Regions from separate parts of the Mus musculus genome. Here regions 1, 2, 3 and 4 are each linked to region 5. The links are chromatin contacts, called in public Hi-C and promoter capture Hi-C maps. All regions are on one chromosome and are shown on one strand. The core of a region is the stretch at or near the end of the contact, and the rest is flanking DNA. Distances in the headings are between cores, read along the strand shown.

What was found. Promoter capture Hi-C pulls out the DNA fragments that hold promoters and counts their contacts. A called contact is a pair of places that touch in the nucleus more often than the background predicts.
Region 1: a Hi-C map of muscle stem cells shows a contact between it and region 5, with 5 times the contacts expected there. The contact joins the promoter of Ubac2 here to the promoter of Tgds in region 5. A contact is called at or near these places in 2 of 39 promoter capture datasets (liver and pre-B cells) and 1 of 484 Hi-C or Micro-C datasets (muscle stem cells).
Region 2: a contact with region 5 is called in a promoter capture Hi-C map of pre-B cells. The contact joins the promoter of Gpc5 here to the promoter of Tgds in region 5. A contact is called at or near these places in 2 of 39 promoter capture datasets (cranial neural crest and pre-B cells).
Region 3: a promoter capture Hi-C map of pre-B cells shows a contact between it and region 5, with 5 times the contacts expected there. The contact joins the promoter of Tmtc4 here to the promoter of Tgds in region 5. A contact is called at or near these places in 2 of 39 promoter capture datasets (liver and pre-B cells).
Region 4: a contact with region 5 is called in a promoter capture Hi-C map of pre-B cells. The contact joins the promoter of Stk24 here to the promoter of Tgds in region 5. A contact is called at or near these places in 2 of 39 promoter capture datasets (liver and pre-B cells).

What each region holds. Positions count from the first base shown.
Region 1 is chr14:121,877,314-121,880,013 of GRCm38.p6, forward strand. Ubac2 (ubiquitin associated domain containing 2) reads left to right here and starts at 1,293. Exons shown (of 9, transcript NM_026861.2): 1 at 1,293-1,461. The coding sequence starts at 1,431. 1810041H14Rik (RIKEN cDNA 1810041H14 gene) reads right to left here and starts at 2,095. Exons shown (of 2, transcript NR_130999.1): 1 at 1,895-2,095.
Region 2 is chr14:115,090,874-115,093,573 of GRCm38.p6, forward strand. It overlaps Gpc5 (glypican 5), which reads left to right and starts at 1,342. Exons shown (of 8, transcript NM_175500.4): 1 at 1,342-1,915. The coding sequence starts at 1,753.
Region 3 is chr14:122,982,001-122,984,700 of GRCm38.p6, forward strand. It overlaps Tmtc4 (transmembrane and tetratricopeptide repeat containing 4), which reads right to left and starts at 1,283. Exons shown (of 18, transcript NM_028651.3): 1 at 1,172-1,283.
Region 4 is chr14:121,377,947-121,380,646 of GRCm38.p6, forward strand. Stk24 (serine/threonine kinase 24) reads right to left here and starts at 1,284. Exons shown (of 11, transcript NM_145465.2): 1 at 952-1,284. The coding sequence starts at 993.
Region 5 is chr14:118,131,479-118,134,178 of GRCm38.p6, forward strand. It overlaps Tgds (TDP-glucose 4,6-dehydratase), which reads right to left and starts at 1,287. Exons shown (of 12, transcript NM_029578.3): 1 at 1,166-1,287. The coding sequence starts at 1,251.

The DNA.
Region 1 (2,700 bases), core at 43-2,542, 3.7 Mb after region 5:
CTTTTATAGTTTATATTAGTTTACCATAAGTGGTTACTATCTATAATATATAGGACTTAAGTAGACAGGATTAAATTTCAAAACAGTAATTTAAGAGACATAATGTGACTTTGAAGCTTTCCTTAAATCTACACTATCCCCCTCGTTTCTATGTATTTAACCACTATAGGGCCATTTCTTAGATGAATCAGGCAAAAATGTCCAAATTCAACCATTCAGTTTTGACACCGGGTACTTTCCTAGGCAAACCATTTTAAGGAAGAATGCTTTTAATGCCTGGCTCAATACCCTGTGGGGATTCCCTGCGCACTTCTCTCTTTTTAGTTTGTTGTGATGTTTTGGATGAAGTATATGAAGAAAAGCTCACCCAGAGTAGGTCTGGAATTAGAAAAGCAAGCACTTAGATTAAATGGCATTTTTCCCTCCATAAAATGTCAAAGTTTAAATGGTGGCTTCTAGATTACTTGCAACTGGGGATCTGCCTTAACACGCACTTGGTCGTCCTGCAGTTCCAGTTGGTTTATCAGGCGCTGGTTAATTGGAAAACCTTACTACTCATGGATGAAAAAGAACGGGAAAGGAAAAATACACGTTTTAGCATTACTACAAAAATCGGCCGGGTCTTCTGAACACCCTTCAGTGCTCCCAGGGACCCCATAGTTTGAGAACCAGTCTTAAGTGGGCTACAGATTTTGTGGGAATCAGCTTCTGCGAAGATCATAAGGAAATAATTTTCCTGCGAAATAACTCAACTGGATGAACATACAGTCCCCCCCCCCCCCCCCAAGCCCTGGCTGTCCTGGAACTCACTCTCTAAGACCTGGCTGGCCTCGAACTCAACCTCCCAAGTGCTGGGATTAAAGGCGTGCGCCACCACTGCCCGGAACAGAAAGCTAAGTGTATTTTTAAAACTTTTTCTTCTACTAGCCGTCTTGTCCACCCTCACCCCAGCAACCCCAGGTGCTTGGTGGGTCACCGGAAGCAGACTGTTCACTGAGCGCCAAGGCCCACACGGAAGTACTGAGCATGCGTGGGACTCGCGGCCGTCTCGCCCAGTGAAAGGTCAGAGGTCTCGAGAAAGGCCTGGTGTTCTGTGGCGGAAGAACCGGCTCGCTCACGGCGCTTCACGCCGTAAGGTTCTGTACTGGGAATTCTGGCATGCGCCAAACCCGCCCCGAACTACCGGAAGCAGCTACCATCCGGCTCGCCCGCACCTACGCACTTCCTCTCTGGGAAGGAAGGGGCGGGCTCTGGCCGAGTGTGCACGCCCCACGGGCTGCGCATGCGCCTTCTTCCTGGCGGCTCCGGAGCGCCTCGCCGGGCCGACTTCGCTCGCTGGTTGACAGTGCGCCTGCGCGGTCGCTGGGGGCTCTCCACCTCTGCCTCCCCTCCCCCTGACGCCCCGCGGGGGCTCCGGGCCCGGCGGGACCATGTTCACCAGCACCGGCTCCAGTGGGCTTTGTGAGTACCGGTTCCCTCATCCTTGGGCCGCCCTTCGCTCCATTCCGAGCTCTTCCCGGACCCGGCTCGGGGCAGCGGGGGACTCGGGGTTGCAGGAGGCTGGGGGCCCCTTGCCTCCCGCGCCCGAGCCTTGTCAGTTCTTGCTCTTAGGGGGCAGCGGGCGCCGCACCCACCATAGCCCCGAGGGCCGAGGGGGTGCCACGTCCATTCCGCTCCCGGCGTCTCCCACAAGGTGCGCAGCAGCTCCTGCCCTGCTGCAGGTGGGCTGGGCAGTTAGGGTCCAGCCGGGTGCCCCGCTCATCTCGTGGCCCGGGCCCACGCACGCACTTGGCGACTCGAGTGCGGGGCTGGAAGATGTTCCCGTGGGGGCGACGCTGGAACCCTGCTCGGTTCCCTCTCCCCCTTCATTCATACAGGCTTCTTTGGGACCCACCTGATTCCTGGAACGTGTGAATTTCATCCTCCGCTCCAGAATCTGCCCCCTCAATATTAACTTCCACGTACATCTTACCCGTTGTCCTTGAAGAGTTTTTGCGAGCTGAAAAAGTGAGCGCTTTTCAGTGAAGTTAGGAAGTCACTTGGCAAGAGAATGCAAGCTTTGCTTCTGGATGCCGCTGCACTCTCCAGGAGTGTCTGCGGTGGTCAGCAGGTAGAGGGCGGAGAAGTTTATTCAACCTCCAGGCACCCCCCCCCCCCACGACATTATGTTGAGTTGACTTTAGAGAGTGGACTCTTAACTAAACAGTGTTGAGATTAGGCATTGATACACTAACAGCAAACTGTTTGAACAAGCCGCAGTTCGCAGTTTCTTTCTCTGTCGGTATTTCCCATCTCTGCGTGTGAAGTTAATGTTGCTAGAGCACAGAAGTGCCTGGCATCTCCAGATGGTACATTCTGTTGTGAACGTCATGAGCCTTTCAAAGAACACTCCTGTTACATAGTCTGAGAGCTGACTGTCAGAGCCAGCGACATAATTTAAAGTCGTCCTCACCTCTCACCGTAATCTCAGGCTTTGAAGTAGGTTTAATGTTGTTTATGATCTCCATATTTAGTACCTAATTTAAGTTATGGAAACGTTGACGTATTGGCCCCAGAATCCATCAGAACTACTAGTGAGTTGGTCTTCAAACTACTGTTTGGATGAATAAGGTAGTGTGGCTTTCCTAGGGTTACACTATGTGGGTGGATCTGTCAACAGCAGATTTCTTCGATTTTAGTTGTTCTCAGCATCTTGAGGCA
Region 2 (2,700 bases), core at 92-2,591, 3.0 Mb before region 5:
TGTATAGGGTGATTGTAACGACCGAATGAAGGGAAATCCATACAGCACTTGGAATACTGCTTAGCACTTAAGGATTTTATAGATGAGCGTGGCTGCTCTTGTTTATTCCTATGGATATAGCTGACCTCCAAGAAGCCTTTCTTGATGGTGCATCAGAGCTGAAGAGTCATGAATGTTCCTTTATTTTTCTAGGATACATATGTAAAACCTTGCTTGAAGGCCTAGAATTTAAAGTGTCTAATGATTTCTATTCTTGCTTACTAAGAAAACTTCTAAGAAAATAATTTGTAGTATTCGGGGAATGATGTCAAAAGCCAAGTGGGTAATATTTCACTCTGAAACAGCATCCCAGCCATGGCAAGATCTCTTTCTGAAAGTGCTGCCTTTGATATCAAATGGCCATTAGAAAACCCCAGGACACTTAGCTAAGACTGGAAATTATTCATCTCGAGTCTTGGCAAGGGTGCAGCTTAAGATGAAATTCTCTTAAAGTGGTTAAGATATTTAGAGTCCCTTCTGCTAATGCTGTTAAAGAGCTTCTTGGTGCTGAGAAGTACTCTCTTCAGGTGGCTATGACCCGGATCATGTCACTCATTTAGGCTTAACTGCAGGCTGCCTTTTGCTTCCTGGTTTCTCATGCCTAACTTGACAAACTTTCCTTTTCAGCTTGTAATTGCCCAGTATTTTCGTTTCTCCTATTTTCCTGGGGAGAAGCTCCCTCGAGCACTTTTGTCTTAGTTACTCTCTGAGAAATATTAAAAACAAATTGTCAAAGGTGTCAAAGCTCAGAAAGGTATAAGACCAACGTGAACTATGATGTTAGAATAAACTGAACTTCAGCGAGATATAAAGAATGTGATAACTTCCCATTGAGACTCTGAGCTCTAAATTCTTTCAGAAGAATCATGTTACAGAAAAATCCTCCTAGCACTAAAAGCATAAAACGCTTAACATTAAAAAAAATAAAAGCATAAAGAATTTGAAACGTAAGTGCTACTAGGTCGCTCAAAACCCTGCTTTTGCCATTCGCACTTGCCAAGGTCCAGTTCATGAAATTTGGATACAGATTCCTATGCATAGAGGACCTTGATTTGTAGAGAAATGTTTCATCTTATTTCCAACTCATGTTTCTTATCTCCTGCCTTCTCTGATCCTCTTTATACATACTTTCGTTTCAGCGGTTGAATGCTTTCCGAAATCAACCCGGAGGAAGAAGGCTAGTTTCCTTCCATTAATTTGACTCTTCTGTGAGGTCGCAAGCCCGGCGCTTGCTGTGCTCCGCAGGATCTGGGCTTGGGCGGAGCCGGCGGACTGCTGGGGGTGTGGCTAGGGGCGTGGCCTGTTCGCGGGGTTGGCGAACCGGGCTCTGGAGCTCCGCAGGCTGGCACAGCCTAGGTTAGTGGCTGCGAGCTGAGCCTTAGGCGGCTGCAGCGATACCGGCCAGTGCCGGATGCTTGCCGTGTCTCGCTTCTCCCCGGCTCGTGTTCGGCTTGCGCAGCGCCCACCCGCCCTGGTCCGGGAGGGACCCGGGCGATGCTAAGCATGAGAAGTGCAGCGTCTCAGCCTCAGGGCTTCAGGGGAGAAAGCGGAGCTCTTGCAGGTGAAGCCGCGGTCCCTTCGCGGTCTTCCCGTGGCCGCCTGCGCATCGAACCCTTGCCAGATTCCGCCACGCATCTTCCTCCCGCGCTGCCGATGCTGGGTGCTCTGGAGAGTGAGGACCACAGCGGGGAGGGCGCGACCCGAACACCGAGGATGGATGCCCGCACCTGGCGTCTGGGCTGGCGCTGTCTCCTTCTCCTGGCTCTCCTTGGATCTACCCGAAGCGAGGGCGTGGAGAGCTGCGAAGAAGTTCGGAAACTTTTCCAGTGGCGGCTTGGGGGAGCTGTCAAAGGGCTGCCGGAGGCGCCGCGGGCAGGTAAGAGCCGCTGGTTGGCTCCGCACTGTGCGGGGCTCCAGCCGGGGACCTCTTGGGCTTGCGACCACGGTCTCTGGGGCATCCATCCATTCAGAGATGGTCCTTGGTGAGACGACGACCTTTCGGGTTCTCCGGCCCCAGTAGGTGAACCGGGGTGAGGCCTGTGGGAATGCTTGGTGTGCTCACGAGAGTAGGGCAGCTTCAAGGTGGGCTCCTTAACTGTATCTGGGGTTCCTTGGAGCTCTGAAGCATTTTTTTTCATGCCGGTGCCCTCTTGCTCTCCAGGGAGGTGCTTGAAGAACTAATCAAGGGTGGTTTGTTACTGCTCCAGGATCTATTTGTTCCCACAGGAAACATCACCAGGGGTCCTGGTTTTACTCTCACAACCTCAGAGGGATTGTGTTGGTTGCCGCAAGTTTGATGGTAAACTAACAAACCTTCTTATATCCTTGTGCTGACCAAGGTGCCAATGCTGTTTTTAATGAGCGCTCGACCCAGTTCACTCAGAGACGACCTTTAGTTGCCCCTCTGCACCTTGGCACCAAGCCTTCCTACAGAAATCCGAGTCTCTTAGTGTGTCCCAGCCCCACAAAGTAGTTTCGAGCTTGCAAAGCGATAGGGCAACAGGCAATCAAGCTCTGCGTTTGGGGGCACCAGGAAACTCACAGTCTATACAATTAATATGGCAGCTAGAGACCATGCGTACTATAAGACCCCTTTGCCTGCATTCATCTCCTGTGCTCTAGCCTACACTCAAATTCTTAGCTGCTGGTGGGAGAACAAGT
Region 3 (2,700 bases), core at 33-2,532, 4.9 Mb after region 5:
CCTTCAGGATGGAGGGCAACCTTGCCTCTAGAAATCAGATTAAATAATGTGATAGTTTCTGACCACCCGTATCTGGCACGATGCAGAGAGAGCTAGCACACATTGTGCTAGAGGCAAAGGAGCCAGCCATCCTCTGTAGTGATGGGCCAAAAGCAGAGTAAGGTGAATCCTGTTGTGACCCATCTTCCTAATTCAAGAAGTGGCTGCCCATCTGAGGTTTCACATTCAGAATTTCTGCCTCAGAAAGTTTCCACTTTGCTAGCATGTAACCATTTTCCCACCCAGGTGGGCGAGCATACCTCACTTTGCCCCAGTTCCACCTATAGTGCACAGCTTTCGGGGGATGCAGGTACAAGGGGCAAAAATGGTTCCAGTCAATCCTTACTATAATTCTCCCCATCCATCTGTTCACGGGGAGAGAGCAAAGTGTGGATGATTCAGTGGAGATATCTGTCCTCTAACTCCTCCTTTCTTTTGTGTGTAGTTATAAAAAGAAAGAAAACACAAACAGCCCACAGTCACAACATCAACAACCCAGACTCCCCGTGGAGTTCGCAGGAGGTGAGGCGGTTGCTACACCACCTGCTTGGCTCCCCCAACTCCTGGCAGCCGTTCCAGGCTCCCAGGCCAGTGGTACCAGCTTTGCTCCACAGTTGAGCGTAGAGTAACTGGCACTCCTGGCTCTGCTGGGTGGCTCTCCGTGTAACCCTGGGCGGGCGGCCAAGCTACCCGGCTGTGTCCAGCCGTCGCCCGTGCCTTGGCCAGCTGGCGACCAGGCGCGGGGACCCCGCGGCCAGGTGGCCGCTGCACCCGGTGGACTCCCGGGTTACAAAGCTGTTGCACGGCTGGGTCAGACAGTAGCAGGCAAGGGTCTGGCTCGGCGACCTCGGCCGTAGCAGGGCAGTGCCGGAGCTTGAGCTCGGGGCGCGCACCCTTACCGCGCGCTCTTTGTCCGGGGTGCGGCTTCTACCCAGGCGCAGACCGCCCGGGGCGGCGTCCGCGGGAGGCAGCTCGAGTGTCGGAGCTAACTCTAGTAGAGGTGCAGAGCTCGGGCGCCGCCCCCGGGCCCCAGCGCAGGGCTGGCGGCTCAGCTGAGAGCCCGGGAGCCCGCGCCCAACTCCGAGCGCCCTGCAGCTGCGCTCGGCCCTCAGCGGGCCGCCCCGCGCTTTACCTGCAAGGAGCACGAGCCGCGATCTCATCTCCCCTCCCGCGTGCTTAAACTCCGGCGGCTCCCCAGCCCGCCGCCGCCAGGGGAGGGGCTGCCCTCCCACTCCCACCCCGCCGCGTCCCGCCCCCCGCCGCGCCGCTTCCCACTCGCGGCTGCCCGCTCCCGTCTAGTCCCGCCTCCCGCCGCGGGACCATCGGTTGCCCTTTCCATCACTCACGCTCTCCTCTTCCGCTTATTGGTCCGTGTCGGAGTGACGTCGGAACAGAGCGCTCGCCACGAAGGAGGCGCAGGGGCAGACAGGCTTTGCTGGGAAGAGAAAGCGCAGCTGGGACGCGAAGCAGCAGCGGCGGTTCCCGGGCCTGGCCGCTGTTCCCTGCGGATCCGTGCGTTCTAAGCCTATTCCTGGCTTGTCTCGCACGTTCCGCCGAGGGCTGTGGAATCCCTGCAGAAAATCTCAACTCCACGCTTCTTTCTGTCTGAAGTTGTTGAAGAAATGTCCCCACTTTCTCCCTTTGAAACGGGAAGTGACTTCCTCCTCCTAAGGCCGTGCAACCTCAGGACTGCGCCTCCTTTGGAGCAGTGCCATACAGTCACGACCACTAGGTGCTACACCTCCCTCCTGATGGGAAGGTCACCCACTCAGTTTCCACTCCTAGTACTTATTTGTGCTGCCACCTTCAAGAGAAAAAACCTTTGTACTTTCCACTACCAGACTTACAGACCTCAAACCTCAATGACCTCCGACCCTCCTCAAAGCATCAGTCTCTGATCTGTCTCCCTCTTTGGAGTGGAGTCCGCATCCTCAGCACCAAGTGACTTCCAAGCTTTCCTCTGCTCTATGTGTCACCCTGCCTTTCGCTGCCCTTCATCGCTGAAGCAGAGTGCTTCTCCCCTCCCCCACCCCCACCTCCACCCCCAACCACAGCTGTTTCCAACTTCATTCATTTGGCTTTCATTCAGGGAAACTGCATTTGCCAGTCACCTCTGCTGTCTTCTGCCCTTACTAAGGCCAGAGGACATTTTGCTTCCCAATGCTACCTCATCTCACAATTTCCTCCTCCTTAAAATGCCCTCTTCTTTATGCCTATTGCCTTTTCTCTCTCCTGTCCCCCTCCCCCACCCCACCCCCAAGTCTATTTGACTGGCTTGCCTGCCCTGAATGATCGCTAAGAGTTTTAAAAGCCTCATCCTTTTCTCCTACTCCACAAATTTCCCTGTATGATTTAATCTGCTGCCAACACTCCAATCAATACATTTCAGATTTACACTTCTTTTCCTTGCTTTCTCGGAGTTCAAACCTATTTATCTAGTTCCCCACTTAGCTTCTCCCCTTGTATATGCCACCACATCTCAAATAGTAAGACATCCGTCATGCTTTCTCTGCCTTCCTTCTGGTGGTCTGTGACAGCCAGAGTATCACAAACCAAAGTCGGCTTTAGTCCTGGCATCTAATGAATGGTCAAGGTCCTGATTTATAAGTGCCTCTACCTTTATATGCCTCCTCCACCAACTGACTGATTGTTAGGAATATA
Region 4 (2,700 bases), core at 34-2,533, 3.2 Mb after region 5:
GATTTTTGTTTGTTTTTTTTTAAGCAAAACTCTTCCGTTCACTTCCTTGGGAAAGCAAAACTTTGACTGGTCTTGCTATCTTAATCGCAATCATTATGTCTGTATTTATTATATACGCTCACAAACTTTACAAGTTTGAACAGACAAGTGATTGTTTTTCAAAGTGCAGAAAACCATCCTCAATAGCAAAAAAAAAGTTCGTGCATCCATATAAACTTGAAATTCAACTCCGTCCCCTCACCGCCCCCTTCCCCTCCGAAGAAAAAGTCACTGGCAGGCTAAGAAGATACAAAGTGTGCACCAAGAAGCCCGCTAGCACACAGTTCCTCTGGATGCCAACCGGTCTCAAAGTGAAAGTCCAGCAGCGGAGTCCTGGCACCCGAGGGATGAACCTGGGCTCTGCACACCAGGGCGCTCGCGGAGGTGTGGGTTCCGCCTCCCGAGTTTGCAACCTCGCACTTTCCGCACCAGAACTACAGGCTCCGATGCGAGGTTACATCTTCCTGCACCCCGCCCTGCGGCCCGCCCGGACTGTGACCAGCCGGGGCGCGCTCCCGCCCTGCGCTCGGGTCTCCCGCTTGAGGGGTCTGGGGAGGGACTTTTGCTAACTGAGGACGGACCCCAGAGTGCCGCTATCCCTGTCCCAGGCCCACATAGGGCCCAGGCACCAAAGCGGGGCCTCCAAGGACACTAGTTCAGACTCCTGCCCGGGATGGGCGCTCGGCCTGCGCGTCGGACTTGGGGAGCGCAAAGCTCCTGCACCCCACCTCGGCCCCAGGCCGCAGACCCCAAAGCCCCTCCACGTGCATACACCCGAGATCCCCGCCGCCCGAGTCGGCGAAGATCCCGGAGAAGCGGGCCCGGCTGGTTGGGGGGAGGGGGGGCGTGTTGACACCGCCAAGTTGCCCGCTTCCGCCCTGGCCGCAGCCCGACCGGGCCACCCCAACCTACCTGCATGCCCGGCAGGCCCGACTGCACCGGGGAGTGGGCCATGGCGCTCGGCGCCGCCACTTCCTGGCCCGGGACGCGCGGAGCCGCGCGGCGAGCAGGCCCGGGGCCGCGCGCAGCCCTCGGGTGGCGGGGCGGGCTCTGGAGCCCGAGGCCACCGCACCCCGGGGACGGTCTCAACGAAGGTTGGCGGGCCGCGGCCCCATACACTGAGCCTGGGGCGGGCAGTGGGGGGCGCGGGGGACGTCTCGAGACTGCGGCTGCTTCTCCAGGGATCCCGTCGCTGCGCCGCCGCGGTGCTCAGGTCGAGCCGGGCGGCCTGGGCCCGCGAGCGCTGGCCGCCTGGAGCCGAGTGGGCGCGCACAGTCCGCCGCGCCCCGCCCCGGCCCGGCCCCCGCGCCCGCCCCCGCGGCCCGGCCGGGGACCCCGCCCCGCGCTTCCGGGAGGGGGAGGGGGAGGGGAGGAGCCGCCGGGCGCCCTAGGCCGCAGTCGCGCCTCCCTGCGGGCGCGCAGGCGGGGTCCCCGGGGCCCGGCGGGCAGGCGGGCGCTCTCGGGTGCTGTGCGCCGGGGTCCTTCGGAACCGCGGGGTGGGCCTCGCGCGCGGAAGAGAGCTGAGTTTGGGGGAGCGAAGAGCACCGCCCACTCCTACCCTTCCCTCTCCACCCGCCCTGGCCCTCCAGAGGCCAGAGTCTGCACTCGGGGTGTCCCCAGAGGGGCCTAGCCTGGGGCCTATTCCAAAAGCCCCGGCCGGAGCGTCCTCACTGTACGAAGTTTCCAGCCAGATCAAGGAAGAAACCCCAAGGGTAGAGAGGGCGGTTTGTGTGCACTGCCTTGGGTACTGAACTCAGCCTCGCCTGGGCCGCCGGCTGTGGAAACTTAGCTGGACAGAGGAAGGGCTGGGCCCCGCCATCTCTGCGCTGCGCACAAGAAGGGAAAAGTGGGGTGCGGAGGGGTGCTGGAGGAAGGGAAGACAATAGAAGGAAACCGCGTCCCGACTCTTACCCAGCCCTCCCCTCGCTTCACTGCTCCTAAGGCCGTAGGCCCTCTCTGGGCACCAGCTCTGCCCTCCTCCTAAGCTGCCGCTTCTGCAGCAAACAAGGAAGGATGGAGTGAATCCATGCGGTTCCAGGAAGTACTTTATTTACAAGTGGCAAATAGGAAGTGGTCTAAGAGTCAGAATCGCTGTGTCTCTCGCCATAGGGACCCTGAGGCCTCATTCAGGAGTGCCCGCTTTGCCCCACAGCTGTGCAAGGTTAACCATACAAAATGAGTCCCCAAGAGTTCAGAAATAGAGGACGCATAAATCCTCGACTAAGGTAGAGAAGAGATTATTCTCTGAGGTGTCCTTGTATTCCAAGAACACAGGCTCCCTCTGGGTCCTGCATCAGAAGTTAAAGTAAGCCGAATACCCTTTGGAAACCTAGCCTAGGAGACCTCCAGGATGCTAAGATGTATTAGAAGGCTTGCATGATTACTCCTGGTCACCTGACTGAGATGCGTTGCCACTTCTAAAGAGTAAACTGAAAACATTAAAAGTATGAACCCATATAACCAAGAGTTTATGTGTTCCCTAAGCAGAAGAAACCTAAAAAGAAAAGAAAAAAAAATGGAGTACTTAATGAATACAAGGGAAAATGATCAAGACCATGAATCTTGAAAAGGCATATATTATTCAACCTCAAATTCTACCTAGAATAACATGAAAGAATGACCAGAAATACAGGAGTCTCTACCAAGAGGCAGCGACTTTCA
Region 5 (2,700 bases), core at 37-2,536:
AACCAAGACTCTCTGACCCCTCCCCATGCAGGAGACACTACAAGGACAGAACTTCCTGTGGATCGCTCACGCATCCATCCACTCAACTCTTACAGAAGACCTTCACGATATGGCCCTGACCTTTCTTTCTGTGGGAGCTTAATGAACATCAGTCTACTCTCACACAGTTTATACTCTAGAAGAAGGGCAAGGCCATAAACAAGTAAACACAAGTACTCAATGTAATTTCAGGTAGTGCTGAGTGGATGGGTGGCCTAAGGTGTTCCCATAAGCACTCTGAAGGTGATATGCGGGTAAATTAACAGCCTATGCAACTGCCTCAAGTCGGGAAGCAGCACTAACCTCCTGTGCTCCGAGAAGCCTGAGAGGGTTGTGGGCGAGTACAGAAAAGCAAGAGACTAGGTTGGGAAGCAGGGCTCGAGCACCCGAGTCTTCTAGATCGGATAAAGACCCTGGACTTTCATTACAAGTCTCACAGAAACCATGACTGTAAAACTCTATGCAGCTGCATCTATCTCACTTAGGAACACACTCTACAAAGTGTAAAGAAAACGCGCGAGATCAACAGGAGAGGGATAGTAGCAGTGTTCTAAGGAAAAGGAGGCAGGGAACAGAAGTCAAATTAAGAATAAGCTTTGACACAAATAGAAAGGACAGTTTCACGGTAGGTGGGTGTGAGCCTCAAACAGGTTGGGAATAACAAAGGATTTGTAAACAGTTTCTAAAAAAGAGAAGACAAGACAAAGAGTCCCATTACGATCGATCCTCACATCGTGTAGAGGCGAGCTTTTGGAAAGGCCTTCATCTGCTGGCCGGAGCTTTGTCAGAGAGCGGGAAGAAAAGGGAATGAAACTGATGTGTGCTTCTCAGAAAAGTGACAGGTGGTAAACACCCCCGGGCAGGTAGGGGGTGGGACAGCAGCAAGGCACTCCTGAGTTCCCCTTTTTGTGGGGAAGGTGTTAAAGAAGTCGCATTTTCGAAGCAACCTCGTCTTGGCTGGCCAGAAAGTGAGGGAAACCGGATGGACATCCGGGCTGTGCATTGGGACCCTCCCCATAACGGATCTGCAAAGTCGTGGACCCGAAGTGCAAAAGACAAGGAGAACCGCAGGGCAAGGTTAGGATTTGTGGGGAGAAACTTCTCAGCCACCAGCACCGTTACCTACATGAAACCAGCACCCCCGGTCACCAGGACCCGCTTCGCGAAGCTGCCGGGAGGACCAGAACGCTCCTCCCGGCTCGCAGCGGACATCTTCAGCTCTGCAGAGCCAGCGCCGTAAAGCGCGGCGTCTGAAGAACCGAGGGAAGCAGCTTCACGACGCTTTACGACATGCCCCGCCCCCGACACGTTCAAAGGAAGTCGCAGAGGCTTCCGGGTTCTCCCAGACCCCAAAAGAGGGGCGGAGCCGGCAGTGGCACTGCGCAGGCGCGCACTCTCTAGCCCATAGTCACCAGCTAGGAGAAATTAGGGTCATTGGTACTAGGGTCTGGAATATTTTCTAAGCAAGTGTCACCAGCATGGATTACTACTATAGGTGCTTAGAAATTCGGAGTTATGAATCGATGCCTTCATTTTTGAACTTCAGCTATGCTCATAGACTAACACCCAGCTGAGCAGAATCCTCTAGAATGTATGCAGTATGGAAATGGAAAGTTGCATTGCAAAATTATGTTTCACTGTTGTAAATACTGTCACAAAAGGCGAAGGCCGCTTGCAATCATGATAAGTAAGTTTTGCAGAGTTCCCTGGAAGGTTTTACTCTCTTCTCTTGTCTGCTCACTGTGCCCCAATCCTGGTCCTTCTTGCTCTTATTTATATTACCAGGTGTTCTTCCCTGGTCTACCTGCCCTTTCCTCGGATGTCTGACTAGTGTTTACCTCCTTCAGTTCTCAGTTTGAGTGCCATCTTCCTATTAGAGTCATTCCTTGACTCTAACCATGCAGAACCATTTTTTTTTTTTTGTTTTCTTCTTATCATTCATCAACAAATTGGCCACTGATGTAATTTCTCACTGTCTCTGCTCCATGGAGGTAAGGCCATTCATTTCTCTGGGACCAGATCTATCACACACTCATCAACAAGTGGGCTTATCATATGATTGCTCACTGCTGTTTATATTATAGTCTGCTGCTTTCTATGAATTCGGAGGCTCTACCAAGTGGGAGTGATTAGAAGTCATATTAATTTTTTATGTACCGAGGCATCAAAAAAAAAAAAAAAAAGCCTGTCTTCAGTGAAAGAGAATAACATTACTGATCAAGAAGAAAGACATGAAGCCAGCAGGTGATAGCACACACCTCTAGTGCCAGCACCTGGGAGGCAGAAGCAGATGGATCTCTGAGTTCAAGGACAGCCTGGTCTACAGAGTGAGTTTCGGGACAGCCAGGTTACACAGAGAAACCCTGTCTCAAGCACACACACACACACACACACACACACACACACACACACACACGAGACAAAGGGAAAGTGCCTACAGTAATCAAAGCCCATGCTCTGCTTTTCCTTTAGAATCAACCTCACCCACGTTCTTGGTTTACCATTTACACAATTAAAGCTTTCAACAACTTAAACTTAGTAGGGTTTTATTTTATCAAACAATGAAAAACCTGGCAATGCTCTGAAAGAAAGGTTCAGAGAGCACCATCAAGAAACCCAGGCAGTCAATCTGTATAAACAAAGGCTGGAGGGAAGTGTGGC